2 separate regions of the Ovis aries genome follow, and region 2 is linked to region 1. The links are chromatin contacts, called in public Hi-C maps. All regions are on one chromosome and are shown on one strand. Each heading gives the region's core, a stretch centred on a gene start, on an enhancer-like site or on the middle of the called end of the contact. The rest is flanking DNA. Distances are from core to core; before and after follow the strand shown.

Region 1 (6,732 bases), core at 2,738-5,237:
TCCGTTGTACTTTGGCAAGTATAGTGTTATGCCTAAATTGGAGACAATTGTTTTCTTTGATTAAAAAAAACAAACTCTGTTCTGAACATTATTGTCGTTAGACTTAGAGCACCTGGGGAGACATCAGCACAAGCTGTTACCACTGTGTATCTCTGTGAGGTGTGGGGATGAGTGAGGGTTGTGAAGGATGGTGGCTCTTATTTTGCCAACTTTCTCTACTGTTTGTATTTTTTGGTGGTCATGCATTAGTTTTCTAATCAAAGAAAAACAGTACTGGTGTGTGTGTGTGTTTTTTTTTTTTTTTTTTTTTTTCAGGGGGCAGGCTGTTTGTGTTGAGATTTGGAGATTACACCTACGATTTGGGAGTTAGGGGTTAAGCATCCATTCAGTTTAAGTATAAAATTTCCAGTAACACTAAAATACCATTTCCTTTTAGAGTAAAGAAAGAGATGTGTTCTTAGTAAAGGAACACCCTGATCCAGGGAGTAAGGACCCAGAAGAAGATTACCCCAAGTTTGGCCTTCTGGATCAGGTACGTTAATTGGCTTCACAGGCCCCCGTTTGATTTTTAAGCCACGGGGACAGAGAGAATCAGGCTGTGTTTACATTTGTGTATTTACCACTTACAAATGCCCATGACCCGGTGGGCTCCAAATAAATGGTTCTTATTCCATGTGAAAGAAAGAGCACTCACCTTAAACTGGGAGACCAGTGTGTTAGTTGCAGCTCTTCCTTAAAATGTTATGACTTGACACATACCATTTTTATCTTTTTAAACTTCCGTTTCCTCTCTTGTAACGCAAATACGCCATTCCAAGTCATTTCTGATTTTCTTTCCACCTCAGATTTCAGAGATTCAGATATCTGTCTTTTCTTGTAAAATGTGGAGCTCTGGCCACATTGGGCCTGGATTCCCATAGGGAGGTCTGCCCTTGGTCTTCTACCACCCCTCCCTATTCCCCCTCCACCACCCCCAGCCTGGCTCAGCCTGATTCTGAAAGCACTTCCATCCTCATCCTTGGCTGCCTCACACATGTGACTTGCTGATCCCTGAAGCATCTAAGTTTGGGACCTCTGCAGGCTTCAGAGTCTAGGTTGCCATTCTGTTAGAATTTCTTCTGTTTTTTCTCCCTTTTTTTTTTTTAGCATTGCCAGGCTGGTTTGATTAGGTAGCCACCCTCTATAATTGAATATTTTCCCTCTAGGATCTTAGTAACATCGGTCCTGCTTATGACAACCAAAAGCAGAGTAGTGCCGTGTCTACCAGTGGGAATCTAAATGGTAAGTGTTTAAATATCTCATGGGTGAAATGTCTGTACGATGTTCAATCCACATGTGCCTAGAATTGGGCAGCCTCTGGACTGATTCTTGACTAGGTATTTACTAAGATGCTTTAAAGTCCAAATCTCAATTTTTAGGGGCTAACTATGGATTTGAACAATGATAGTAGAGGAGAAATTTTTGTTATGTTACACCACAGTTTGGTCTTAAGTGAAACATTTAACATAAAACGAGGTACAATTTTAAGGTCAGATTTACTGAGTTTATATTCGACTCCCCATCTGTATCTTCATAACTAACACTTAATTTAGGTTCACGTGCTTTGCACTCAAATTTTCCTGAATTCTACTGTTTTTTAACTTCCTACCCATCTTCTAATTTTTCTTGCCCTAAATCTTCAGCTTATGCACATGACACCGTTTGTGTTGACCACCCACTGTAGCATGTTTTTCTGTCTAATCCGTCTAAGAGCAGAACAGCCCTTTGCTACTAATGGCAACAAATTGAAAGCAGATATAATGGGGAGGTAGCCAGCTCTTCATCTGACATATGGTGTTGCTACCTTCTCTTCTGGAGTGATAGGGTCTTAAATATGTAACCATTTCCACTGTTACTAATATAACTAAGTGTGCTGTTCATCTCTTTACATTATTTTTCTCCTTTCTGTTAAAATTTGACGAATACACGGTGCCACTTCTGTTCTTACAGGTGGAGCCTCTTTTGGAGGTGAATTCCTCCTCTGTCTTCTTTCAGCCTCTCAGACTTAAGTATTTTGTGGTTTGGCAAATGCTTTTTGCTGAGTTGTGATAGAAGCTGAAACTGAGTTAAGATTGTAAAGCCTTGTGGAGTTGGTGGCAGTAGCACTTGATATGAAACAGTAGTTCTGGTTTAATGTTAGTAATTGGAAGCTTGTACGTTGTCATATTCTGCCTGACATGGCCAGCAGTCCTCTTTAGTGTTGCTTGATTTTTTCAACGTGGATCTAAAACTTGTCTCAAAATAATTGAAATGCAGTGCCAATAAAACCTTAACAGTTTTTTTGAATAAGGTAACAAACTATAGAGATGTTGATATTTTCACAGTTCAACATTAAGCCTTTTATGAGGACAGGACGACACCAGGTATGTTCATAAAAGGAAGTTCAGCATAAATCTGGTCCTGTCTGTGCAGAATATGACCTGCCTTCAACGTCTTGATCCTCTTTTTATTGCAGCAGAACTGCTGATAATTTCTAAGCTTGCCCCAAATTAAGATACAGTACTTCATGCAGTTGTTACATAAAGGTGTTTTCCTACAGTTCAGGGATGTTTCCTGGAAGTTGGACAAATAAACTAATTGAGAGGAATGACAACTGGACAAAAATTTCAAAGCACCTATTTCAGAAGTGCCCAAGGTAGTATTCCTTGTGGCTTTTAGTATATAGCTCGTTTCTTTTTTTATTTACAAATTCTCTATCTGTATTTTCTCTTAATTCCACAAGCCAGATTCGTCAAACCTAAATTTGATGAGTTGGCACAGTTTTAATAATTGTAAAGATTGCTGACCAAATTTAAAGCTGCCTTTCCTGCTTGTGTCATGAACAACCACACCAGATGCCTAGAAGCACTGAAGAGAAACACCTTTTTAGTATTTCTGTTTTTTGTTTCCACGTTTGATGTACTTCTGTTTTGCTGGAAGTTCAAGTTCAGCGCTTTAGCAGATCCTGTGCCTCTCTCATGTTTATGGACTATGCTGTGTGTAGTTCATGCAAGCGAGCATCCCTTCAGTGAGGATGTTCTCCTTATGGATGTTTGTATTGATTTGAGTGGGAAAAAACTACCCACGCAGTTACTTCTAGCTGTGGGTGTCTGCCGTCTGAGTGAGTGAAAATGCATTTGTGTCTCATCCTTGGAAAGTGTTCCCGGAGCTGCAGTTCATTTAGGAAGCGAGGGGCACAGCTGTAACCCAGGAGTCATTACTGCTGGGTTCACTGGAGCTGCTGCCAGAACGCAGCGTTCTGGGCTGGGAGCCACCCAGCAGACTCAGGCGAACCAGGGTGAAGTCCCATATGTTTCCGGGCAGAAAATCCTGTGGTGTCACACAAATGCACGCTGGGAGTGTTCGTCCCTGGGGAGCTGTCCCCTGTCACAGCTCACTGAAGGTGATCTGCCTTCTCTTCAAAGGCGGCATTGCAGCAGGAAGCAGTGGGAAAGGCAGAGGAGCCAAGCGCAAACAGCAGGACGGCAGCACCGCGGGGACCACCAAGAAGGCCCGGAGGTGAACACCCCCTGCCTGCCCCTTACCACGTCAGAGGGCTGCAGAGCCCCTCAGTGAGGCAAGAGATCAGCTGTCTGCAGGCACAAGCCTGCCCCTTGTTCTCAAATCTTAAACAGTTTGAGGGGTCAAATAGCCCCAGACTAGGCGCCCTGTTTGCGGAACTTGTTTCTAAACGAAACAACCCCAGGGAAGCACCCTGTGATGATTGACCTGGGTGTGAAGTTCCGCTAAGGCATCTTGAGAAAGGATAGATGGACCAAAGGCAGTGAAAGAAACCAATATTGAATGTCAGCTCTTTTACAGTAAACTTTCTGCCTGTCCCCTGATAGCTCTTCCCTTCACTTTGTTCAGTACTGGGGTGACAAAATCCAGGTCATTTCTTATTCAGACTGGAAACAGGTAGTGGGTGTTCATATCTCTGAGTTTCTGTTCATTAGTCATAGTAATAAACATGCTGAAGGAAACCGCCCTTGTTCCTCTGCACCCTGTCTCCCCTGGCTTAGTTGCATACCAAGATAAAGTAGTTTTCATTTCCCCATCTTGCCTGCAGAGGGCAGAATGATCTATTTGAATAAGGAAAAACATTTGAAGTTGCCGGTGTTCCAGTTGAAACCGAATACAGCAGAGGCCTGTCTAACAGAATTGAAGGCACGTGAGCTAGAGGAGGGGGTTGTAGTTTCTTGATTTTATTTTTTCCTTTCTGCAGTGACCCTTTGTTTTCTGCTCAGCGTCTTCCCCCTCATGGCTACCCCTTGGAACACCCGTTTAACAAAGATGGCTATCGCTATATTCTAGCTGAGCCCGATCCCCATGCCCCTGACCCTGAGAAGCTCGAACTCGACTGCTGGGCAGGAAAACCGATTCCGGGAGACCTCTACAGAGCCTGCTTATATGAACGGGTTTTGTTAGCCCTCCATGATCGAGGTGGGTAAGCTGTTAATGTTCGTGCTGGGCCCTGTGTTGCTCAGAACTACTATCGTCAGCTCTGTCCTGTCTAGAATTAGACAGACATGCCAATCTAATCCTCACCCCATCTCTAACTAGACTCAGCCAGAATGCAAGAAGTCATTTCCTTCTTTGTCTGTCCTTATAAGCTCTAGCCATTTATATACAGAATACTTTTTTTTAAATTTTCTATTTCGAACTAAATTTAACTTACAGTAAAGTTGCAAAAATAATAGAATTTCCATATTGAAAGTGAAAGTGTTAGTCGCTCAGTCATGTCCAACTTTTTGTGACCCCATGGACCATATAGCCTGCCAGGCTCCTCTGTCAATGGAATTTTCCAGTTAGGAATACTGGAGCAGGTTGCCGTTTCCTTCTCCAGGGGATCTCCCTGACCCAGGGATTGAACCTGCTTCTCCCGTGTTGCAGACAGATTCTTTACTATCTGAACCACCAGGCTGCAGGACACAAAGTACTAGAACTTTCATATATCTGTCATCAAAGTTCTCCTAATGGTGAGATCTCACACAGCCACAGTACAGTTATCAAAACCAGGAGATGGGACTTCCTTGGAGGTCCAGTGGTTACGAATCTGAGTTTCCACTGCAGGGGGTGAAGCTTCCATCCTTGGCTGCTCAGCGCAGCCAGAAAAACAACAAACCCAGGAGATTAACATTAGTAAATACTATGAATGAAGCTAAAGACTTTATAAATTTCACCAGTGTTCCGCTAATGCCTCTTTCTAGGATCTACATTGCATTTAATTATTTCTTCATAGTCCCTTGCAGTGTTAACCAACTGCTTTTTGAGTGTGCCTCACTGAGGGTCTGTCTGACTCTCTTTTCGTGATTAGACTGCGGTTGTACACTCGTGTAAGAACAGTGCACACACAGATCCTTCCCACTACATCATCTCTGTAGGCTCGTGAGGTCAGTGTGTCTTGTTATCGGTTGCGTGGACACAGTCATTTGGTTAAGGTGGTTTCTGCTGGCTCTCTCTACTCTCTTTCCCTTGGTAGTTAATCGATATCTTAGGGAAAGATCCTTCGAGGTTATACAAATATCCTGTTTCTCTAAAGTTTTGCCCACTAATTTTAGCATCCATTTGTGGATCTTGTTGTTAATGCGGTGTTTGCCTAATTGTTTGCTATTTCTTCCTTTCTCTATTTAATTATTTAATTGGTTATTTGTATCAGTGTGGACTTAACACATATTTATTTATTTTGTAGGCTATATTTTATTTTGTCATTCAAATTATTCCAGCTTTGGTCATTAGAAGCTTCTTTAGGTTGGTTCCTGTGGGGGTTTTGTGTTTTTTTTGGAAGTGTAATTGACTTAGAATATTAGTTTCAGGTTTATAACATAGTGTTCCAGTATTCTTATAGATGATGCGCACAGTTATTACAAAGCAATGGCCATGTTGCCTGATGCTGTGCAGTATATTCTCATAGCCTGTTGGGTTACACATGGTGGTTTGTGCCCCTTGGTCCTCTGCCTGCATCTTGCCCGTCCCCGCTTCCTGCATGCACGTCTTGAAACCACTAGTATGTTCTATCTGTGAATCTTTTTCTTGTTTCACACATTCATTAGGTGTTTTAGATTCCACATATAAGTGTTAACAGAATACTTATCTTTCTCTGACTTATTTCGCTGAGCAAAATGCCCTCCGGGTCCATTTAACATTGTTGCCAATGGAATCTCTTGTGTCCTGTTGATAAGCCCCCATCATTTATTTTCCCTTACTTACTGGCATTACAAGTTGGTTCTGGTTCATGTCACATTTTCCATGCTGCAGGCCAAGTATCAGCTTCTTCAGGGAGCTCAGATTCCTTTGCTTGGGGAAGCAGCCTAAGAAGTGAAGATGTGAGTGTTCAGTATGCTCGCCATTACTGGGTGGTATTCCGGGCTCCCTCAGTGGACCCAGGTGGAAAATACGTGTCTGCGTCTTAACCAACACACACATACATGCCTGTACCGAGTTTACTCTGCCACTTTGGATTTTAATCAAACACTGTAGGGTCTGCAGCCATAAAATTAAAAGACACTTGCTCTTTGGAAGGAAAGCTATGACAAACCTAAACAGTGTATTAAAAATCAGAGGCATCCCTTTGCTGAAAAGGTCCATATAGTCAAAACTATGGTTTTTCTAGTAGTCATGTATGGATCTGAGCGTTAGACTATAAAGAAAGCTGAGCACTGAAGAATTGATGCTTTTGAACTCTGGTACTGGAGGAGACTTTGCGAGTTCCTT
Region 2 (6,378 bases), core at 2,919-5,418, 89 kb after region 1:
TTATCTCTCCTATTGAGACTGTGAACTCCTTCAGGGTAGGTATTCTTATTCCAAGCCCGAGATTAGGCACATTTAATTGTTGTATAGTTTTCAAAGGGTGGTCCATGGAGGCTGGCAGTCTTAGAGATCCCTTTAAGAGTCACAGGATGAAAACTGTTTTCCTAATAGTACCAGGACACGATTTGCCTTTTTTGCTGTGTTGCTGCCATTTGCTCTGTTGATGGAAAATCAGTGGTGGGTAAAATTCCTGGTGCCTTTCCAGGAATTAAGGCAGTGGAAACAAATTGTGCCATTGGTCATTGTATTGTCCACTGTCATGCATCTGTTAAAAAAAAAAGCCAGTTTCACTTAAAAATATACTTCATGCTGCTGCTGCTGCTAAGTCGCTTCAGTCGTGTCCGACTCTGTGCGACCCCAAAGACGGCAGCCCACCAGCAGCCTGGTGGCTCCCCCGTCCCTGGGATTCTCCAGGGAAGAACACTGGAGTGGGTTGCCATTTCCTTCTCCAGTGCATGAAAGTGAAAAGTGAAAGTGAAGTTGCTCAGTCGTGTCTGACTCTTTGCGACCCCATGGGCTGCAGCCTACCAGGCTCCTCCATCCATGGGATTTTCCAGGCAAGAGTACTGGAGTGGGGTGCGATCGCCTTCTCCATACTTCATGAAGAGTAAGTTATTAATTTTATTAACTCTTAACCCTTGAATTCACACCTTTTTGACATTCTATATGACAAAATGGTTAGGATGCAAGAAACAGTTCTGCAGGCTGAACTATGCTGGTGAGAAAGGATTTCCAGACCCAATTTCAACTGTGTATGTTGAGACCTTCCCACACCAACAAGCAATTCTTGAACCCCTAGCAGGGTGTCCAAGAATTCAAGTCACTTCTGAAGCTGTCTACCGGGTACAGAATCAGATTCCACATGTGAAGGGTTCAGCCCCACAGGACCATCCTCCACTCCAGGTGCCAGTCACACATCTAGGTCATTACCTGTGCTTCTGACCAACTGGCTGGAAATCAGAGGTTCCCATGACTTGTTCCTCAGCGTCAATGAATTTGCCAGGACAGCTCACAAATCCCAGGAAAATCCAGTTTATACATAGGGTATGAGAGATAGGGCATGGCCTGGTGGAAGGGGGCAGGGGCTTCCATGCCCTCTCAGGTGCATGGGTCCCCCTAATCTCCACAGGTGTTCTCCAACCTGGAAACTCTTTGAACCCTGGCCTCTGGATTTTTAGTGAGGCTTCATTGCAAAGGCATGACTAAGTCATTGGCAACTAATTCAACTTTCAACCCCTCTGCCCTCCACCAGAGGTTGGGCGTTGGGACTGAAAGTTCCCACCCTCCAATCACATGGTTGATTCTCCAGAGAAGCAGCTCCCCCTCTTTCTGTCTCAGAGTCACTTTCCCTGAGGTATTTTTAGGACCTGAGGACGAGAGTTCAAATATTATCCCACTGCTTTTATAGCTCAGGAAAGTCCAAAGGTTTGGAGAGCTGTGAGCTAGGAATTGTGAATTGAATATATACATTCATCTGAATGGGGCTTCCCTGATAGGTCAGTTGGTAAAGAATCCGCCTGTGATGCAGGAGACCCCAGTTGGGAAGATCCCCTGGAGAAGGGATAGGCTACCCACTCCAGTATTGGGCTTCCCTTTTGGCTCAGCTGGTCAAGAATCCACCTGCAATGGGAGACCTGGGTTTGATCCCTGGGTTGGGAAGATCCCCTGGAGAAGGGAAAGACTGCTCACTCCAGTATTCTGGCCTGGAGAATTCCATGGACTATCACAAAGAGTCAGACACAACTGCGCGACTTTTCACTTTCACACATCTGAATGACCAATATATGTTTTTCCTGTAAGTCACAATACTGCAGCTGGTCTTGTGAGGAAAAAGCACATGAAACTAACATATTGGACTTGATAACTAGCTGCTTTTTATCATGGAACATCATTTTTATTTGAAAGTACAAATAACACACAAACTGTGGCTATGCAGATTTAGGTATTTGGCAGAACTTTACACAACTGACAGTATTTGTTGCTACTGATGAAATCAGACCTTTAAAGAAAAAGGAATTTTGGAAAACATCTTCTTTGAGCTTGACGCTTCCTAATACTTAAAATGCTTTTCTAATTAGATTGGTGGTAGTTAAAAATTGTTAACATTTGAAAGACTGCATAGCTCAGTGAACTGTTTTCCAAATCAATGCATGATGTCATCAATCATGCAAGAGTAAAAGATCCATTTAAAGTACAGAATAAACCAATGGGTTTTAATGTATCAGAGAACAAAAATTCACTAATAGTTTTCAGATCCCACACTGCAACAAACTTTTTTTTAATATTTATTTTTACTCTACTTTACTTTACAATACCGTATTGGTTTTGCCATACATTGACATGAATCCGCCACGGGTGTACATGAGTTCCCAATCCTGAACCCCCCTCCCACCTCCCACCCCATATCATCTCTCTGGATTATCCCCGTGGCAACTAACTTTTAAGGAGCTACCATTTGTTGAATTTTAGTGTAGTATTAGAATATCCCACAATTTATCTCAAAAGGCTATTAGACTTCTCCATCTACACAGTTCAGTGAGCCTGCATTTTCTTCATATATTGTAGTTCAGCCAAAACTAAAGTTGTATTAATAACAGGTTGAATGCAGAGGCAAATACAAGAATCCAATGGGTTTCTATTAAGCCAGACATTAAAGAAATTTACAAAAATGAAAGCAATATTCTTTTCTCTGATAAAAAATCTGGAAAATATTTTCCCACAAAAATATTTACATAAAATGGATTCTTATTTTCAAATAAATTAAGTGTTTAAATTTCTGTCGTAACATGTAGTACACTGAATCATGATAGACCCTGTCTAGGGTTCTCAACAGTTACAGTATAGAGGGTACTGAGAGCCTCCCCCCACAGCTGAGAACACCTGGTAGGCTGCATCAGGGATTTGGAGAAAGAGGATCTTGGAACTCAAGTTCCAATTCTATCACTTACCTGTGATTTTAGGTTAAGTTACTTAGGTGCAGGCTCAGATGACACAGCATGTGTTTTTAGTACTGGCTCCATCACTTGCTGGTAGCATGTTAACCACCTCTGCAAATAGGGATAACCTACAACACCCTGTTGCTGTGAGAATTAAATGGGATTATACTTGTAAAATGCTTACAACTGTACCTAGAACATGGTTAAGAGCTCAGTAAAAGCTAGCTACTGTTATTAGTTACATTAGTCATCTAACAGCATCCTAGTAACTGGCTTTCTTCATCCTCTGCAGAGAACTGAAGCTATTCAGGTGTTATAAATTTGAGAAGGTATAAGTAAACTTGTGGATAATTGTGTGTGGCTTAAACCGTAAGAGAATATGTTACAAAAATTTGTTTTAGTTTCCCTTTTCTCCCTTTTGAAGAAATAAGACTGACAAACATCCCCCAAACCCTTGCCCTATAATTTAGTTAGGAAACAGAAAAGTATTGTAGCCCAAAGGAACTGAGGTCTTGCAGAAAACTAAATCCTCAGGAGATCTGGGCAGCTCTACTACTTAGGAAATTCATTTAAACTCTTGACCTCAGTCATGTCATCTTGTTTAGACAAAAATATCACCTCCAACCTCCCTTGCGGCTTCTGAATCCTGCCAAGCTCACCTCAACATCTTTTAAACATACCTTTTTGGCAGCCTCGAAATCCTAATAAACGCCAGGGAGAAGGGCAAAGCCCCAGAGATCTTCCCCTTGCAAATGCCAATGGTATGTGTTCTCAGCACCCAGAAGCGAAGGTCTGGGTAGCCGCAGCTGCTGCCAGCTCCCTGCCCAACTTTTCAGCAGTGGGTGGCATGCCAGCGTCCTCGCACCATCCTGGCCATTAGCAGGTCAGCCGGGGTACCACGGGGGCCAGGACGTCTGTCCTCCTCTCTATAAAGTGAAGAGGCTGGGCTTGTTTATCCTTGCTCGAAGAACCTTGCTTTCACCGAGACTTGGCTTTCCACCCGTAACGCCTCAGGCCGCGTTCCTTCCTTCCAAAGACTTCCCTTGCCTAATGCGGAGAACCCGCAGGCGGCTTCGGAGCGGAGGTCACGCCGCACGCAACACCCACTGGTCCCGCGCGCCGACTTCCAGCGGGTTCCGAGGATAACATCTCGCGCGAGTCCATCCACCTCTCGCGACACTTTCCGCCAGCGCCCCTGCGGGTCTCCGAGCCCCGGCCGTAGCTCCAAGGCGCGCTCCCCGTCACCTCAGCTGTCTGCTGTCGGCAGCCCGGCCGGCTGGCAACTCTTCCGCTGGGAGCGCGGTGGAGAACGGTGTTGGCGCGAATCCCGCGGGCCCGCAAGCTCCGCCCCGCCCCGCCCCTGCTCGCGGGGCAGGCTTCCGCGGGGACATGTCGTGCCCCTCTGAGCGAGGGCAGCAGAGCGCTAGAGGCTGTGAGGCAGCCAGGTGAGTCCGCGGCGGCCGGGCCCCGGGCCCCCGACCCGAGGAGCGGCTGGGAGGCCCTGCGGGATGGAGATGCCAGGGGCGGAGGAGGGCGCGATGCCTGGAGGCAGGGAAGGGGGGCCCCGGGAGGACCAGACCCTGTGGGGCGAGGGGTGGCCTCGGTCCCTGGGATGCGGCCTGGCCCGCTTGGTATCGACGGCTCCCGGAGGCGCCGGGAAGTCACCCGGTTCCACCCGCGCCCCGCTGCTCTCTGCGGGGCCGGAGGCGGGACGGGGAGAGGCGTCCGCGAGCCCTGAGGTCTCAAACCTGGGTCGCAGGAGGCTCGGGGTCCTGGGGAGAGGGGACACGCGAGGTGGTGGAGGTAAATTCGTGCTGGGGGGAAAAAAAGATAAAAAGTGGCGGAAGCCGGGGAGCGGCGGCTCAGAGGGAGGCCGGGTGTTCCCGGTCCAGCTGCACTGAGTGCCGAGATGGTCTCGCCCGCTCCCCTCGCTGGAGCCTGGGTTTCCCTTTTGTGGTCTGTGCAGCGTTGGTTAGTCTTTGCCGAGCGGTGAAGGGGAAACACACAGGTCAGTCTTCCTTAGGGGAAGGAGGTCACTTGCTACCTTTTTCCTCTTTAGACCTGGACCGTGCGAGTGGGTGCGCGCGTGCGCGCAGTGGCCCCAAGCGAGGGTTCGCGTTTTCAGAAATTTGTACCATCGCCCGTGCTTCAGCACCTTGCAAGGATTGATAAGAAGTGACTGTTATCTTAAGTGAATAGTTTTATTTTCAGTATTGTAATTCCCGTAGCCTGAAGCCAAAAAGCAGGTGTTACTAAAAACAGTTGGAGTAAATGTTTTTGGCTTTGACACTAGATTTATATTGGAAATTGGGGTAAAGTGGTTTGGGTTTTTTTTGCAATCAAGGTTTTGACCATGCGTTTCTCATGATTCCAGGTTTGCTTAATTAAAATCATAGTTTTCTGGGAGGATTGGGAGATCAGTGCAAAGCCCATTGGTCTAACTATGAGAAGCATTTTGTTTAAAGCCTCCTTCCCTCCCTTAAAAAAACCAGAAACCAACCAAACAAAGCTATTAATTTATTTTATTTATATTTTAAATTGTATGGCCGCCTTAGTTGTTTTTTTTCTTCAGAAATTCCTCTTAAAAATAACCCTGTTTTTTTTTTGTGTGTGTGTGTCTGTGTGTATGAACAATTACACTGTTAATAGAAGGAAATTTTTTTTCTGAAAGTTTTCTTTTGTCTTTTAGAGAACGAAATGTCATCAGTGGAGTCACAGCAGGAACAGTCGTCCCAGTCAGACCCATCTCCATCACCAAATTCATGTAGTTCCTTTGAGCTCGTAGACATGGATGCTGGCAGTTTGTATGAACCAGTTTCTCCTCATTGGTTTTATTGTAAGATAATAGATTCTAAGGAGACATGGATTCCTTTCAACTCACAGGATTCACAGCAGCTGGAAGAGGCATATAGCTCTGGTAGGGTAAAAATGATGACTTGTAACAAGCGAGGACTTACTGTCATTCCTTTAAAACTGTAATATGATATTATAGTGAGTGCTGTTTCTAGTTATCTCCCATAGCATTTTAATACTGAAGTTCTGCATTATTGTCCAATGAGTTTATAATATTCAAGAATTTGGTCTGTATTTTGAAAACAGTGCCTATTGTAATTTCTGCATAGTTATCCAATAATGTTTCTTATGTTTCAGTTTTTGTTTATAAAGAGTGGTGGGTGGTAGTGTCATATTGCAGAAGAATGAATTCTTTACTTTTTCACTTGTTTTTTCTTATGTTATGAAGTAAGAATGATTCTGGTTAGTACTTTATCATCATGAGGTCATTAATTTACCTTTTGACCCCTTAAGCAAAAAATTCAGGAAAGCTTTCTTATTTACAGTTTTTTTTTTTCTTTTTTTTAAGGGATACTATAATCTCTCCTCAGAA

The links. Hi-C and Micro-C count contacts between places; a contact is called where the count stands out from the background.
Region 2: a contact with region 1 is called in a Hi-C map of mixed tissues, with 3 times the contacts expected there. The contact joins the promoter of DDHD2 here to the enhancer-like site in region 1. A contact is called at or near these places in 6 of 16 Hi-C or Micro-C datasets (blood, hypothalamus, liver and 3 more).

The regions. Positions count from the first base shown.
Region 1 is chr26:32,388,249-32,394,980 of ARS-UI_Ramb_v3.0, forward strand. It overlaps ASH2L (ASH2 like, histone lysine methyltransferase complex subunit), which reads left to right. Exons shown (of 12, transcript XM_060407144.1): 7 at 437-532; 8 at 1,206-1,281. Among named protein-coding and RNA genes, the nearest start is that of ASH2L, 15 kb to the left of the region's middle. Within about 2 kb of position 3,988, at least 3 of the 54 cell types and tissues checked have an H3K27ac peak or open chromatin away from gene starts, as enhancers often do.
Region 2 is chr26:32,477,320-32,483,697 of ARS-UI_Ramb_v3.0, forward strand. It overlaps DDHD2 (DDHD domain containing 2), which reads left to right and starts at 4,169. Exons shown (of 17, transcript XM_042241421.2): 1 at 4,169-4,438; 2 at 5,683-5,910. The coding sequence starts at 5,691.